Regions from separate parts of the Sus scrofa genome. Here region 1 is linked to region 2. A link is a contact called in public HiChIP or PLAC-seq data. All regions are on one chromosome and are shown on one strand. The core of a region is the stretch at or near the end of the contact, and the rest is flanking DNA. Distances in the headings are between cores, read along the strand shown. Region 1 holds the start of PPP1R12B (protein phosphatase 1 regulatory subunit 12B). Region 2 holds the start of ARL8A (ADP-ribosylation factor-like protein 8A).

Region 1 (5,941 bases), core at 39-2,538, 140 kb before region 2:
TCTGCGGCTGCCGCCCCGCGCCCGGCCGGTCGGTGGGCTCCTGCTCCGTCAGCGAACCCCGCCAGCGCCGCAGCTGCTCGGCCCGCCGCGCCCGCGCCGACTCGGCCCGCTTCCCGCCCAAGTGCTCCAGCTCTGCCATAACGCCGCTGCTCCGAGCCGCCCCGCCGCCGCCTCCGAGCGCTTCAGCCGGGAGAGGAGGGCGGAGACCCACGCGCAGCCATCTTTACTGCTCCGCCGCCGCGCCGCCCGCGCCGCCCGCACGCCCCGCGGCCTCAGCACGCAGTTGCAGCGGCGCCCCGGAGCATCACGGGACTTGTAGTAGGAGAGCCGCGCGTCCCCCACGCCCGGGCGCGCCCGCGCCTGACGGGAACTACAAGTCCCTGGACGGACCGCGAGAGAGGCGCGGTCCGGGAGCTCCCTACTTGGCCGCAGACCTGCGAGGTCACCTCCGCCCCAAGCGGGAGCTGTCCCTGGCCGGAGTCAGCCTCTGTGGGCGTGTTAAGAGTCGTGGTTCATTCTCTTTGCGACTACCAGCTAATTTTGGCTCCCTAATTAACACGTCAATCTTTTGGAGTGGAAAAGGGGTCAGTTGTTATCCCTACTTTCTGTTGCAGAAAACTGGACGGGAAGTACCCAAAACTTTCAAAACTGTGTCCTGGTTCTGAATCCAGAGTTTTATTAACTTAGAGGGCATGAACACGTAGCCCTGAAAAGCCCCTGGGAAGGATGCACGCAGGTACAGCGGAAAGAGCATTCAAATTCAGTTCTCCATACAGAAGTTCTCTGAGCCTGTTTCCTTGATTGTAAAAAGGGGGTAATGTCACCTCACAGGATGGTCCTGTGGCTCGAATAAGACGATATATGCAAGGATACCTAGTGCTATCCCTGGCTTCTATCAGCTCATAATAAATACTAATTTCCCTTCTTTCTCTCTCCTCCTCTTCTCCAGTTTTCGTGGATCTTAAATTATTGGGAGACAGAATGGATGTCATGTGTCTTAAATTATTGGGAGACAGAATGGATGTCATGTGTTCCATGATTTTTTTACCCAAAGCTACAAAAAACGTATACAGAGCAAACACAATACTGCAAGTCAACTATAGTTCAATTAAAAAAAAAAATACTATAGAGCATACAAAACTCCTAAAGCAGCAAGTAGGCCATTTTCATGTTCAAAGAGAGCTTGGTTATAAAACCTGTTAAATAGACTTAGCATTATTACAACATTGTAAATCAACTATACTTCCATAAAGCTTTACAGAAAGTTGACTTAGTAACTATATCCCTCCAGGCTTTAGCCCTGGACAAAACATAAATAATTTTTTTTCCATAATGAAAGAGATCATATACAATTATTAGGTTCTTTAAACTTTCAGTTTTTCACTAAAAAAAATGTTGCAAGGAGTTCACATTTTGACTCAGCAGAAACAAACCCGACCAGTATCCATGAAGATGTGGGTTCAATCCCTGGCATCACTCAGTGGGTTGAGGATCCTGCGTTGCTGTGGCTCTGGTGCAGGCCCGCGGCTACAGTTCGGATTAGACCCCTCCTAGTCTGGGAACCTCCATGTGCTGTTGTGTGGCCCTAGAAAAGGCAAAAAGACAAAAAAAAAAAAAGATTAGGTCATTGTGAAGGGAAACTTTATTATATTCTATCATGTGAACATTTGTCTGTGCTTCACTTTTTCCTGAGATGAGCTGAGAAGCAAATGAAAAGGGACACTTAGATATAAAATATGCTTAGTAATACTCTATCTAAATATGCTTAATTTGGAGTTTCCGTCGTGGTTCAGTGGTTAACGAATCTGACTAGGAACCATGAGGTTGCAGGTTCGATCCCTGCCCTTGCTCAGTGGGTTAACGATCCGGCGTTGCCGTGAGCTGTGGTGTAGGTCGCAGATGTGGCTGGGATCCTGAGTTGCTATGGCTCTGGCATAGGCTAGCAGCTACAGCTCCGATTAGACCCCTAGCTTGGGAAACTCCATATGCCACGGGAGCAGCCCAAGAAATGGCAAAAAGACAAAAATAAATAAATATGCTTAATTAGGTATCCTTAAATTCTTCATAAATGCTAATTAAGTTATTAGCATCTTGGTGAACTGTGAATAACAATGTATATAAAAATAAAAGATGTAATACTGTATACTTTATATAGCCATGTGTTCCTTGCATTAATTTAGTTACCACAGAACTTGTTATACTTCATCATCTACTGGAAATCTGTATGAGAGGTGTTCCCATCATGGCTCAGTGGTATCAAACCCGATTAACATCCATGAGGACAAAGGTTCCATCCACTCAGTGGTTTAAGGATCCAGTATTACCATGAGCTGTGTTGTAGGTCACAGACGTGGCTCGGATCCTGCAATGCTGTGGCTGTGGCATAGGCTGGCAGCTACAGCTCTGCTTTGACCCCTAGCCTGGGAACTTCCATATGCTGCGGGTGTGGCCCTAAAAAGGCAAAAAACAAAACAAAAACAAAAAACAAACCCAAAACACTGGTTCTTGATAATAAAATTACAAAAAAATAAAATTCTGTATGAGATTGACTTTGTAGCTTGTCAACGTGGAAACTCTTATTTCAACTCAGCCTCTTGCTGATAATTAAAATTGCCCACAAGCTCTCAAATAGAACTGTCCCTATAGGATAAAAGAAATATTGATATTAAACTAGATAGGAACCTAACCCTCTTCAGGAAACCATTATTAGCTTAAACTCTGCCAGTCTAGAAAATCAAAAAGCAAGAGAAGGGCAAGGTTTCAGCATCATGCAAATTGCAGAAACCTCAGGAAGCACATCTCTGACAGCAATCCACATGCACCATCTTAATATTATGATGCTGGTACATGACAGTTTCTCAAAAAAAAAAAAAAAAGAAAGAAAGAAAGTATGTAGAATTGGACCACATGTTTTACTTACTGATTTTCTAATAAGCATTTTTTAGCTTGGGTAAAAATTTCATGAATTAATAATGTTACTTTTTTTTTGGTCTTTTTAGGGCTGCACCTGTGGCATATGGAAGTTCCCAGGCTATGGGTCAAAGCAGAGCTGTAGCTGCCGGCCTACCCCACAGCCACAGCAACGAAGGATCCAAGCCTCATCTGCGACCTCCACCCCAGCTCAGGCAAAACCAGGTCCTCGATCCACTGAGTGAAGCCAGGGATCAAACCCATGTCCTCAAGGATACTAGTCAGGTTCCTTACTGATGAGCCACAAGGGGAACACCAATAATGTTACATTTCTCTCAGCTGTATTCTTTTCACATTCAGTATCAGGAAAGAATAAATATCTGCCTTCCCTTGTGTAAGTAAGCTAAAATTAGCCAAGTCTAAGTTAAATCTTTACTATCCCAAGAGGTATGAACTTGAATTTCAATAGGAAAAATTCAGTCTCAATACTGGGAAGTTCCAGTGAGCACTGGAACTATCTATTTTACTGTATCTATTTTACTTGTGTTTTTCCTGAGGTAGTAAGAATGTGTTACACTCTCTGGAGATTTTAAAGAAAAATGTAAGTAGCTAAATTCCATGGATAATTAAAAGGCATGTATCTTCCAGCTATGTGATTACAGAAAGCAGTGATAATTATTATAATCTAAATAATTTAACTAGCTCAGCCCCCCACAAAAGGCCACAAGAAATAAAACATAATCAATCTGGGCATGATGACTTGAAAGTTTTTTGCAATTAAAATCATCTAAGTTCTTTTTCTGAAACATCTTCCCCCAACCAGGGCTGAGTATAAACTTATACAATAAACTTATATGATTGTTTACTATCAGTAAACAAACATGATAGTTTGGATTTCCTAAATATTCTAAAGAAAATAATATTTTATGTACCAGTGGATAAATCCCGACAATCCTGTGTATTAAAAAAAAAAAAAAACAACAGGAGTTCCTGTTGTGGCACAGTGGAAATGAATCTGGCTAGTATCCATGAGGACATGGGTTTGATCCCTGCCTTCATTCAGTGGGTTAAGGATCTGGTGTTTCCATGAGCTGTGGTGTAAGTCAAAGATGTGGCTTGGATCCTGAGTGGCTGTGGCTGGCAGCTGCGTCTCCTATTCAACCCCTAGCTGGGAACTTCCATATGGTGGGGGTGTGGCCCTAAAAAGCAAAAAAAAAAAAAAAAAGGAAATCCCCCCCCACAATTTTTGTACTTTTTCCCCGTTTTTGGCCACCCCATGGCATATGGAGTTCTCAGGCCAGGTATCAGATGCAACCTACACTGCTTCCTTTAGCCCACTGTGCCAGGCCGAGATCAAACCTGCTTCCTGGTGCTGCAGATACACTGCCAATCCCATTGTGCCACAGTGGGAACTCCACCTTTGTCCTTATTCTTTTTAGTTTTATTAAGATGTAATTGACATAACAGCACTATGTTTAAGGTATGCAGCATAATGATTTGACTTACATACATCATGAGATGCTTACTACAAAGGTGTGGTCAACATCCATCATCTCATATAGATACAAAATAAAAGAAAAAAATATTTTGTGATGAGAACTCCTAGGATTTACCCTCTTTCTTACAGAACATACAGCATCATATTGGTCATAACATCCCTAGTACTTATCTTATAGCTGGAAGTTTGTCCCTCCTGACCATTCACCCAATTCCCTTGCCTCTGCTAACCACAAATCTGATCTCTTTTTCTATAAGTTTGTTCGTTGAAGCATGTTAACCTACGAACTTTGTTAGTTCCCGCTGCCCAACATAGTGATTTGGTGTTTTTATACATTACAAAACGATTGCTGTAATTTTTGTACTTTGAAATGTGCTAAGTGACCCAGCTAGAATGCACATACATTCTTGCATAAAGTGAGGAAACTTTTATTAAATAATACTTTCCCGTACACTTCAAAAATAAACTACAAATCAGAATACTCTGGTTTTTAAAGCAATGACACTGGTACACACAGGTTATGAAAATCAGCGTGGCCTCTGTTCTCACCAGTTAACATACCTCCCTCTGGTGGACACATGGAAGCTGTACATTTACCCCCTAGAATTCTTTTTCTTTTACTTTTCTTCCTTCCTTCTTTCCTTCCTTCCTTCTCCCTCCCTCCCTCCTTCCTTCCTTTTATCCAATTCTTTCTGTTGCCAAAACTACAGGTATTGACTTGTTTTATCATATCATCTCTCCTTTCCACCAGACTCAACATAGCTCCTGGTTTTTCTAAAAGATATTTTAGAGACTTGATTTTCAGGGAGTTCCCACTGTGGCACAGTTGGCTTAATGACCCGGGTTGTCTCTGTGGAGGCTCAGGTTTGATTCCTGGCCCAGCGCAGTGCGTTGAGGATCCCGAGTTGCTGCGGCCGTGGTGTGGGTCACAAGCTCCAGCTCACATTTGATCCCTGGCCTGAGAATTCCAAATGCCGCTGGTGAGGACGAAAAAGAATAAAAGACTCGATTTTCAGAAAACCACCCAAGAAAACAATCAATTTCAGCTCGGAGGACAGAACTGTAACTGTAATAAAATTATAATACAACCACAGTTACAATCGGGGTGGAAACAGTGAAGGGATTACGACAGAAAACACCTCCCTACAATGAGGCAACGCTAACAGTAAAGGGAAAACCCCAACAGCTAACGGGAGACTAGATTGGACAGCACCGGGTAGTACCGTGGACGGTCTCGGGGGTGGGGGGCCGTGGGTCTCCGGCGGAGAGAGGGCGGCCGCAAGGAACCAGGGGGCTACTTAACACCGATTTGGGCGGAACGCAGAAATTTCGGCAGCTGTCAGAGCAGCGGTCAAACTGCACTGGCTCGCACGTTTAGGAAGACTGGCAGCTCTCCCGCAGCCGGAGCAGGAAGCGAAGGCGGGTGTGGTCTCCAGCCCGCCGTGGCGTCCGAGCACCGCGCAAGGTCCCCGCGCCCAGAGTCGGAACCCGGCCCGGAATCCCCGCGCTTCTCGGGCTCCGGGGAATCCCCAG
Region 2 (5,358 bases), core at 2,015-4,514:
CCGCTGGATTTGGAGATAGCATCCAAGGGCCTCTACTGAGCTGTCACCTGTTTCCTGGGTCCCCTATCTAGAGGGAAATGGTGGCCCCTTCCCCAGAGAGCCGCTGTAGGGAATGAGGCCACTGATGCGAGTCTTTGGCAACATGAGAACCGACTATATACATATGTGAAATTACTACTTTTAAAATTACTGGGGAGTTCCCATTGTGGCTCAGTGGGTTAAGGACCTGACATAGCATCCATGAGGATACAGGTTTGATCCCTGGCCTCACTCATTGGGTTAAGGATCCTGCATTGCTGTGGCTGTGGTGTAGGCTGGAAGCTACAGCTCTGATTCGATCCCTAGCATGGGAACTTCCATATGTGGCAGGTGCGGCCCTTAAAAAAAAAAAATGAGAGAAGGAAATCCTGGGGCTTGGGCATATTCCTGGCCTGGCTTGAGGAGTTGGGGCTGGCTCTGCCCCAGCAGCTGGTGGTCAGAGAAGCCCTGGGCATGTGGGACCCCTCCACAGCCCTGCCAGCCCCGCCAGCCCCAGGGCTTGGTGAGGAGCAGGGGGTCTGGGAACCGAGGGAAGGAGCTGGTCTCAGGGAGGATGAACCTACGAGGAGGAGCCAGCCAGCCGGCCTTTGGGAAGGTCAGGATCTCTCCATGGGACAACGATGCCCAAGCAGACCCCTGACTCATGCCTACGTGCCTCTGCCCACAGGGGTGGCATGATCCAGACGGCGGAGCAGTACCAGTTCCTGCACCACACCTTGGCCTTGTACGCTGCCCAGCTGCCGGAGGGGCCCAGCCCCTGACCCCTGGCACATCCCCAGTGCCGTTTCCCCCAGGCCTGGGGTGGTGGGTCTGGTGAAGGTGGCTTCGTGATCTGGGGAGCCCCGAATGGGCTTGGGGATGGGGTGTCCCTCAGTGCGTATCCGGGGTTACAGGAAGCTGGCTGGCAAGGACAAGGTCAGACACTGGGGCTTCAGCACTGCCCACTCCTCTGCTTCCTCCAATGGCCCCAAGTGGACACCAGGGGGACCCCCACATCACTCAGAACTTGAAGCTAGTGGCTGACCTTTGTAACAGAGCTGAGACAGAAGCCCAGGAGTCCTGGTCTCTGAAAAACCGTGGGCACCTCGGTCTCTTCTTCGGACAAGGACATTGGGCACTTTGCTGCCCCAAGGGGCAACCAATCAGCGGAGCTCCTAGAAACTGCTGCAGCTGTACCCCCGCCCCAGGGGGCCAGCAAAGAGTGAGGCCAAGGGCATCGTCTGCCAGGCCCTGCACGAGAGTGGCCCGAGGCCAGGCCAGCCAGGAAAACCCGGTCCTACCCGGTCCCCACAGTGACTCTGCTTCCCCAACACACATCTACACTCCAAAGGGAGCAAGGACCCGGACTACCCTGTGCCCACACGTGTCGGGGGAGCAGGCTTCAGAGGTGACCTGGCCAGACAGGTGAAATCTCCAGAAGAGGGAAAGGGTGAGACCCAGATGCCTGCCTCCCTCCACCCACCCAGCTACTCCCTAGGGGGCCAGCACGCTCTGCCTGCCTTCGCACCTCAGAACGGGCCGGGGGCAAACACCGGAGACCGGAGCAACAGAGCCGAGAGCGCCACCTGGTGTTGAGTGACCATCCCCGGCATGCCCTCCTCCCCAGGGGGCACACCTGGGCAGTGGCTCTTTCCAGCAACAACCTGGGTAAAAGCTCCCCACGCAGACCAGGGACTCAGGCTACACCAGGGCACCCCCCCCAGGGCCCACCCCAGGGAGCTAAGTCCAGGAAACCCAGATCCGGCTCAACCCAGGGAGGTGGCCAGATCCTGCATCCTTGAATCCAAGATGGGCTGCCTGTGGGGAGGAAGGCAGGTTCTCTATGGACCCCCAAGGGGCTGGATCCCGGAGAAGACCTGGGCCTCTCCCTCAGACGGCACTTCTGGAGCATGTGCAGCGTAGGAATTGGGGTGGCTTTCTTCATGCTTCTGCTCAGCCTCCTCCCTCACTGCCCACTCCTGAGCCTTCCCTTCTCCACGAGAGGCATTCGGGGTACCTGTGGAGCAGGGCTCAGAGCCCCTGGGTGCCAAATCCTGCCCGCAGGAGGAAAGCCACCACACAGGCCTGCAGGCTTCCCTCCTTGGGCGCCGCTGCCCCAGCCCTGTTCCCCGGGCTCTGGTGAGTAACCTGGTGTGAAAATAAAGACTTCTCGGATGCCCGAGTCATTCCTTCTTTCCATCTTCTTCGTGGCCCATTGGAGCCTCTTCCCAGGGATGGAGAGTAGAAATCCCCAGATCAGGCTGTGGCCTTCCTCCCGGGCCACGCCCTTTATAGCTCTTACAAGTGAAGCAAAGTGACACTGCCAGGGTGGGTTTGGGAATTGGGGGTGTTCCTGAGGAGCTAGAGAGGGACTTACAAAGGGCAGGGACTAGAAGGACCCTATCACTTAACAGTCCAGAACATTCTACTCAGCCAGGACTTTGTGACTCCTTCCCTTTGGCCACTGATCTCTCAGGTCATTCCGACCATTTATGCACCTTTGTCTAGAACAAAATACATGGAAGTACACATGTAAGTGGAATACCAAGGAAACCCCAAGGTGGGCTGGGGGCTGCGAGGTGGGGGGTGCGGGGAACACAGCAGGCCCCACACCTCCCACCACCAGTTCTCCTGAAGAAACCCGGCTTTTACCAAGTTACTCCTTTGCCACAAAACTTCCTCACGGGAACCCTCCCTCTCCCGCCCCGCAGACTTTTTCTGTTTGAGCCTCCTGGTGAGCCAAGGCTTCAAAGTCACTTTGGGCCAGAAGCTTCCTAAACAGGTGGTCGCGGTACCCTGCGGCCACCGAACGCTCCCGCCAGGACTCAGAGATGCTCAGTGGGCAGGTCTCGGGGAACAAAAGATCTCGGAGACCACCTCCTCGTCCGCAAGCCACCCACCTCCACCCTGGAAATGTGCCGGCTCCCCGGGGCCCCGCACCCACCTCGGGCGCGCCCACCACCGCGTACGAAGGAAGGGGGCGCCAGAAGGGTTAAAACAATGGGCGCTCTTTGCCCAGGGGCCCTGGCCCGCCCGGCCGGCCAGGCCTGTCCCCAAGCTCGCGGGTGCCCCGCCCAGCGCCCTGCCACCGCCCCGGGCGCGGAGGAGCGCTGTCGGGGGCGAGCAGGGCCGGGCGGGCGGCGCGGGCGGTGAACGAGGACGGCGACCGGGAGGAGGAGGAGGAGGAGGAGGAGGGGGAGGAGGACGCGCCGAGGCCACACCCATCGGCGCGCCGAGCCGAGCCCGGCAGCGAGTCGTCGGCCGCCGCGCGCGCTCCAGCCGAGCCTCCGCCCGCACCGAGCCCGGAGCCGGGCCGCACCGGGGAGGGGCCGCTCCGGCCGCAGCGCGAGGGCAAGAGGGGCGGCGGGGAGCCGGCACCGGGCGCGGCCGGCGCAGCGACCATGATCGCTTTGTTCAACAAGCTGTTGGACTGGTTCAAGGCCCTGTTCTGGAAGGAGGAGATGGAGCTCACGCTGGTCGGGCTGCAGTACTCGGGCAAGACCACCTTCGTCAACGTGATCGCGGTACGGGGCGCGGGCCGGCCGGGCCTCGGGCCCCGCCGCGCCCTGTCGACCGATGGCCGCCTGGCGTGGCGGGCACGGCGGGCGCCGGCGGGGAGGCGCGGGCTGGGGCGCGCGGGGCCTAGCACGGCCCTGGGAACCCGACAGCGCGTGCCCGGGCCGAGATGGCACGGCGGGCGCGGGGGCGGGGGACGAGACCGCGACCTGCGGCGCCCAGGGTGTCACGAGGCCAGAGGGGCCGCTGTCCGCGGAGACGGCCCTCTCCGGTCCCCGCGCCCGGGCGCATGACGGGGCGAAAGTGCCGGGCCTGCCCGCGCGGCGAAAGGAGGGTCTCGGGACTGGGGGCCGCCCGTCCTGGGAGGGGGCCTGGGCCAGCCCAACCCCACCCCAGGGGGTTCATCTTTCCTGCCCGGAAGAGGAAGCCCCAGCGATACAAGGGGAGTGGGGTACCCCTGGGGGGGAGTGGAATCAGCTGAGGCCGTCGACCCAGCCCAGACCTCCCAGAACCGGCCGCCTAGTGAGTCCAGCTGGGGCCTGGGGAGCATAGCATCTACGGGATTGCGGAGTCCCCGCCTCGCTCGGAAGTTGCAGAAGGAGGTGCTTCGGCCCCGCAGGATGAGTTGGAGGGGCACTGCCACTCCGGGGACACCTGCGACAGTGGCTGTGAGGGCTTTGGGTCATCAAGACCTCAGTGGGCAAGTGTAAGCCTTTGGGTGCCAGGGGAGTGGCTGGCCGCCAGTTGAAATCTGGCTCAAAAAAAGGGGAAGATGAGCCCTGGGTCTGTGGGCTGGGCTGCAGTAATGGCTGCGGCCTGCCTCTCCCAGCCTGGCTGGTGGGGCCTGTGGGCAGAGGAGGAAAGGCCTGGGGACCCGGCTCTTGGCCCCAGACTGGGGTTTTGGAGAGCTGTGGATCCGCCCCCTGTGAGAGGTCAGTGGAGAAGCTGGACCAGCCAGCCTGGGCACCTCCCCTCCCTGTGTCTGCCCACCCCACAGAGGGGAGGGAGGGAGGGAGGCTGGGGGCAGGTACCCCCATGATCGCATGTTTGGGCCCTGGCTTCCTTTCCCAAACCTGTGTGCTTGTGGCTTCTGCCAGGGGCTTCTGGCCTCTCACAGCAGGGCAGGCTCTTGAGGCCCAGGCTCTGGATCTCCTCGGGAGAGGCCTGTTTAAACCTGGCGCTGTCTTGGTGCTGGGGCTCCAAAAGCAAGAGCAGGACGCCTGGACCCATGTCCTGCCACCGGCCTGGCTGGCTTGGCTTCCAGGCTCTGGATCTGGGAGATGTCTCTGGGGTGAGGCTGAGAGGGGAGCCAGTTGCTGCTCCAGTGGCTCGGCCTGGGCGGCACCTCTGGTCCCCAGGGAAGAGCTCCTGGTGGAGTGTTTACGAAGCTGTGCTCCTGGACAGGGATCCAGGCGGGTTCTGTGTCCTGGTCAGGAGGGTGTCCCCTGGAACAGCAGCATCTCCCGAGTGGGGTGCTCTGGCAGGTCAGAAACAGAGTCCGCCACCAGGATCAGTCATTATCTGAAGTGTGGGGGGAGGGTCCCCCTTTAGGACCTGAAATTTGCACCTCCACTCACACATCCTGAAAGTGCAGCCGGAGTTTCCCTAGAAAGAGGCTCCCAAGAACAGCCCTCCCCTGTGGGCGGCGTGGCAGTTCCTGCCTGAGTCCAGGGTCCTCGGCCGCTCTGCTGGCCGCTGGCTGCGCTCTGCTGGCTGCTGGCTGCGGCTCCTTGGCTGCGGCATTTCCTCCCGGCCTGGTCTCATCACAGTAAAGGCTCTTAAAGGACCCGGGCTCTGCCCGCATGCCCCCCGCGAACTCTGAAT

Evidence for each region. HiChIP or PLAC-seq counts read pairs in DNA pulled down with a chosen protein or histone mark.
Region 1: an H3K27ac HiChIP or PLAC-seq map of alveolar macrophages shows a contact between it and region 2. The contact joins the promoter of PPP1R12B here to the promoter of ARL8A in region 2. A contact is called at or near these places in 2 of 5 promoter capture datasets (fetal skeletal muscle and liver), 2 of 47 Hi-C or Micro-C datasets (blood and liver) and 1 of 2 datasets of contacts at active chromatin or transcription factors (alveolar macrophages).

Annotation. Positions count from the first base shown.
Region 1 is chr10:24,459,350-24,465,290 of Sscrofa11.1, reverse strand. PPP1R12B (protein phosphatase 1 regulatory subunit 12B) reads right to left here and starts at 1,288. Exons shown (of 25, transcript XM_021064548.1): 1 at 1-1,288. The coding sequence starts at 139.
Region 2 is chr10:24,322,131-24,327,488 of Sscrofa11.1, reverse strand. ARL8A (ADP-ribosylation factor-like protein 8A) reads left to right here and starts at 3,264. Exons shown (of 7, transcript XM_021064533.1): 1 at 3,264-3,542. The coding sequence starts at 3,420. PTPN7 (tyrosine-protein phosphatase non-receptor type 7) reads left to right here. Exons shown (of 10, transcript XM_021064534.1): 10 at 707-2,200. The coding sequence ends at 800.